2 separate regions of the Mus musculus genome follow, and region 1 is linked to region 2. A link is a contact called in public targeted proximity ligation data. All regions are on one chromosome and are shown on one strand. The core of a region is the stretch at or near the end of the contact, and the rest is flanking DNA. Distances in the headings are between cores, read along the strand shown. Region 1 has its middle 13 kb from the start of Gm26046. Region 2 overlaps Gm41832 (a long non-coding RNA gene).

Region 1 (2,700 bases), core at 63-2,562, 81 kb before region 2:
GAATAGATAAGATACCTATTGAAAAAGCACAAAGTTTGGAACCCAGTCTATTGGCTATGAAGATTACCTATTCAAAGAATGACACCCAACCAATGAAACCTCAAAAAGTTTGTAGTTTAACAATAAAGTATGGGTAAGACATGAAGTGAAAAAGAATGCATATGTTACACATGGGAGCATAAGGTGGTGTAACCACTTCCGAAAACATTGTAGCATAAACACTCTTCTCCCTGAGGAGACTACAGTCCCACTCTTTTGGCTCCTGTGACCGAGCACCTGACAGGAGCAAAATCAGGGAGAAAGACTTTTATCTTGGTTCCCTCTACACTCATCCATCATGACAAGAAGACATGGCACAGGGCTGGGACAGTTGAAGCATGCGGTGGCTAGTTACATGGTAGCAGCCAGGAAGCAGAGTGTTCAGCAAGAATGTAACCCCACCTTTATGTTCGTATGCCAGCAACTAAGTCCAACATCCAAAAGGTTCCACAACCTCCCCAAACTACACCAGATGGGGACCCCGTATTCAGATGCATGAGGCTGTGAAGGGCATTTCCATCTAAGCCACAACGTACTTGTAGAGAAACCCTTGCACATATCTGGTGGGGAACATGAGGAAAGCATGGGAGTGTTCAGAGCAGTGCCGTGTATAACGGAAAGAAACAGAGCCTTGATTGGATACCTAGTAGCAGATGTAAGTCTCATTGTTGATGAGCGAAAGAGGAAGGATGGCCTGACAACGTATATTGTCCCTGAACAGTGTCTTCTATACTGTCCAACCAGAAAATGTAGAATAAATGATTTTTTAAACCCAAGCAACGTACTTCATCATGTCCCTTCTTTCTGCCTCCATTTTCAAAATAATTTCTAAGCCAGGTGTGGTGAATATAATCCCTGAACTTGGGGGCCAGACAAAGGCTGTGGGTTCCAGGCCAACCTGGTCTACATAGAGAAAGTAACGTAGTGGGACCTGGTCTACAAACAAACAAACAAACAAACAAAACAAAACAAATGAACAAAACAAACCATAACAGTAGGGAGAATGGCTGTAAAAGAGAGACCATTTGCTGATTCGAAACTCTGACTTGAGAAAGTCAAGAGTGGAGTATACAAGAAAACACTTTAAGAACAGTTTCATGTCCAATTTGAAACAAGTTTGTTGGTCTTTGACTTGCACACTGACTTTGTCTTCATTTTAAAACCTTACACCCTAATAAAGCGAGCCAGACGAGCCATGGGAGGGTGTGGTCAGTTCCTTTTGCAATAGTAGTGAGCTAATGCTTGGGAGCTACCCTTTCCTCTGAGCTGAGGCAGTGACAACCACTGATGAGAACAGCAGCTGCCTGAGGAAATTGTCCCCTCCCTCTCAGTGCATGAGAGTGGCTTTCTCCATGAAGGCCACCATGCCAAGGAGTCTGTTTACCCCACGAAGCCCACTTACAAGAATACCAAATGTGCTCTCAATCAAAGCAACAATCCGGTTTAAGAATTGAATCCCGTCTCTCTGCATCTCTCTGGAACAGAAAAGATGGAAGGAGGAAGAGGAGAAGGACCTCTTGGGAAAGAAGAGACTCGGTTCATATTCTAGGGCAAGAAAACATTGTTAACTTCTTAGATTATCTTATTATGCAAAAACAATAATCCCAAAGCAAATAGTGAGAGGGTTAGAGGGGTCAGACACATCTGGTCTCTAGTGCTGGTGTTGCTAACTAGCCAAATTCTAATGCTACGTAGTCTTGAGAAATGCTTAAAATGTTGTGCTTTGGCTCCTCTACTTGTAGATGAGACAAAATAGTAGAGCTGCCTTGCAGAGTTTCAAGAATATTTGAATGCCCATGTCACTTCTAGCCTCTTCCATGGAAGGTGCACGGTGACCTTAGGAGGGGCTTCTGGGATCTGAGTTGTTTCATTTATCAAAAGTTGCTTTACAAGTGTCTCTTAATGAGCCATTTACACTGCCAAGTCCTTGTTCCGAGTGTAAGCCACGAGCTCATGATGATTGTCTGGAAGGGACAGTGAGGAGGTGAGTCTGACACTAGAAATGGGTTAGGTAGCAGCCGATCCACAATGTCTCTGTGAATGACATCTCCGAGCTCCAGCATCCTCTATAGAGGAACTTGTCTGAGACCAGAGGTGAGTATGCCAGGTCTTTCTATCGCAGCTCATCCAAACTGGGGCTCTTCCATCAACGAGTCCGTTCTTTCCCATTCTCAGAACTATGCTTTTGGCCATCCAGATGTGCAAGTCAGAAATCTGAGAATCATTCCCATGGCACTCGGTCCCTTTTAAAGAATCACATTTTTTAGTTGTTTGAGAGTTTCTAACAACGTACTTTGGTCTTATGTGGTCATCCCCCAACTCTTCCTAGACCCATTCTTACATCTCATTTCAAGTTTTCCTTTGTGTTTTTTGTTTTGGTTTTTTTTTTTCTTTGAAATTTCCCAGGCCAGTTTGTATTACATAACTCCTCTTGGGAGTGGGACCTGCCCTAGGATGTGGTCAACCTACTGTGGTCACACCATTTAAGAAAACTGACTCTCCTTATCCCAGCAAGCATCAGATGCCAATAGTTTCTCTGCTAGTAGTGGGATTTCATGCCCATCTCAATCCCTTTCATGGTGGTATTTTGGGTGGCTTCTAAAGTAAGGAGTATATATATGCTTATGATTGTGAGGTCTTATGTATAATTGCCCTGTTTTG
Region 2 (2,700 bases), core at 194-2,693:
CTTCTTCTTCTTCTTCTTCTTCTTCTTCTTCTTCTTCTTCTTCTTCTTCTTCTTCTTCTCTTTCTTTCTTTCTTTCTCTCTTTCTCTCTCTCTTTCTTTCTTTCTTTCTTTCTTTCTTTCTTTCTTTCTCCCCCCTCTTTCTTTCTCCCTCCTCCCCCTCTTCTTTTAAGCTGTCTCCCAACACACAGGTTGATTATCTATGGAGAAAAAAAAAAAAGCAAAGTCAGGACAGCCAGAGGGTAGAAAAGAGCCGGTGCCACCCTTTCCCTGGCACAGCCAGAGAGCTCTGGATTCTGTGCCATACCTTCTGCCTGACTTTGATTTGCCTGAGATCTGTGTAGCCTTTTCCCTGGTAAATTGCATTGCTTTTTGTAATAATAATTTCTTTCCAAGGAACATATTTTGAGCAAAGAGAGAGAGAGAAAGAGAGAGAGAGAGAGAGAGAGAGAGAGAGAGAGAGAGAGAGAGAGAGACTCTAGCTGCAGTCCTTTTGTTTTGAGACCCCAGGCTAGCCCCCTGGCTCAGGCTTTCATGGGCTGAAATTTCTGGTGTGTACCACCACACCCTCTGCAAGTGCCCTTTTAGACCTGGATGGCGGGACCATTTCCACCACACGACCTGCTAATCACACCACTGCCTAGAAAGGAAGCTGCTTCTGTTTGCTCTTAAACGAGTTAAGGCGAGTTCCCACAGAGGGTTGACTCAGAAGGCAAGGTGAGTTTTGAGCCGAAAATTATTTTCCTCTAGGAGTCTCTATACAGTTCAGGAAACCAGCCCTGCCTTAATTCACATTACTTTAAGAAAAAAATGACTGACTCTGCGCATTTGAATCTTTTGTGGTTGGTTCTAGTGGCACTATCTAAAGTCAACGCTGAGGGAAGGGAGAAGAGAAAAGACAGAGAAAATGAACTGGCCTCACGCTGTGGATCATGAGCAGCCAAGGGGTGATTTCAAAACCAGATGTTTTGGTTTAGAAAGTATGCTCTTATGGTACCAAACCCAATGTCTCAACATTTGCCTTTTAATAATGTAGCCTTCTTATCCCCACTTAAAACCAACCCTAATCTATCTAGTCCTTATTCAGGGAAATAAGCTTGATGATCAAAGATAGACTCTGAAGCTCACCTCAGCCACCTCCATACAGCATGACTCTGTGTGAGGTAGATACCTGTTCCTTCATCCCCCTGCACATAAAGCCAAAATGGTCATGAGGCCCATTTCACGGGATGCTTGCGGCTTAGAACTCAAAAAACACACTGTAACTGTTGGGCATAATTGGTTTCTCTCCTCAGGACTGAATATAAAGGTTTCTCTCAATTTGTCATAAAATGCTTCAACTCTAGATCCTTCTGTGGTTTGTCTAAAGTGTCATGACCGGCAGCATGACCACCCTGGAGGTTTTGGAGCAGTCCCCTCCCTTAGCAGCTGCTGGAGCTCCTAGCAGAGTGATCTCACTGTTCCTCCCTAGGCTTCGAATCTGTCCTCCTGGCAAAGAGTACGTGTGGCTCATCATACTGGAAGGAAATTCTTTCTTGAGACTTTTCTACAACCAAGAGCCTTTCTTCTCACTCAAATCTTTTGTTTTTCTCTTGGCTTTCCTCTTCTTTCGGCTTTCCTTTTCTTTCTGTTGTTTGTGTTTGTTTGTTTGTTGTTTTAATAAATTCCTTCCTCGCCCAACAGTATGGACAGCTAATTTGCAGAGAGTCACTCGCTTTCACCCTCTTGAGCCAGCTGTATTCTTATTAGAACAGAACTTTTTGGTTGTTGTTGTTCTGAATTTAATGTCCAAATGAACACCGGACTTTTTTATACAGAAGAAAAACAAGAAAAGCCAGGCGGGCACATCCGCCAAGTTACAGTGACACAAAACAAAAGGAATGTATATATCAAAAGATGGCAGGGACCAGACCTCGTTTACCACTTAAAATGGAGCCAGGTGAATGCTCTGATGCAATGCTAGTCTACTGTTAACCCCACCACCAGGGGCTCTTAGTAGATACCTGACTATGCTATTCTTTTGGGCCTAGTGAAGAAACCTGTCCCAGGGGAATTCCCTTCCACTAACTTTCATGGTTAACCCACCTATATGCAAGGCCATTGTGTATTCCCATGTTTGGGTGAGACTCAGCTATTGTCCCAAGTAATCACTTTGCAGACTAGCCCTGAGCTTATCTAGCTCAGAACAGAACTTTTAAAAACCTCCAATTTCAAAAATAATGAGGTCATAAATAGGCCTTGAAAATGATTTCTCTAAAGATCACAAAAAGACAACCACTCCCAGAAAGCAGTGATAGATCTCTTTTTAATATGGGAAATAGGAAAAAGAAAGAATGATAGAAGCCAGTCTTTTGTGGTGCGTGCCTTTCATCCCAGCATGCGCAAGGCAAAGGCAGAGACATGAGGATCTCTGGGAGGCAAGGCAGGCAGTTCATGTGAGTTTGAGGCCAGCCTGGCATAGAGTGAGTTCCAGGACACCCAGAGTCACACAGTGAAACCCCGTCTCGTTTAAGACTCAGTCCCCCAACAAAAATCTTTTAGTATTCAGATACTTTATTTTACTTTTAAAAATCTTTAAGTTTTATTTTCTAGATGTGTGTACACTGCTTCACATGTAGAAGTCAGAGGACATCTTGCAGGAGACTATCTTCTGCTTCAACAGTGTAGATCCTGGGCTCAGACTCCAGTTGTCAAAGTTCACAG

Evidence for each region.
Region 1: a targeted proximity ligation map of fibro-adipogenic progenitors shows a contact between it and region 2, with 2.7 times the contacts expected there. A contact is called at or near these places in 5 of 39 promoter capture datasets (the 3T3-L1 cell line, embryonic stem cells, hippocampal neurons and 2 more), 2 of 484 Hi-C or Micro-C datasets (nephron progenitors and uterus) and 2 of 130 datasets of targeted methods (CD8 T cells and fibro-adipogenic progenitors).

The regions. Positions count from the first base shown.
Region 1 is chr19:29,972,208-29,974,907 of GRCm38.p6, reverse strand. No RefSeq gene overlaps it. Among named protein-coding and RNA genes, the nearest start is that of Gm26046, 13 kb to the left of the region's middle.
Region 2 is chr19:29,890,929-29,893,628 of GRCm38.p6, reverse strand. All of the region lies in intron 2 of Gm41832 (a long non-coding RNA gene), which reads left to right. Among named protein-coding and RNA genes, the nearest start is that of Gm36209, 15 kb to the right of the region's middle.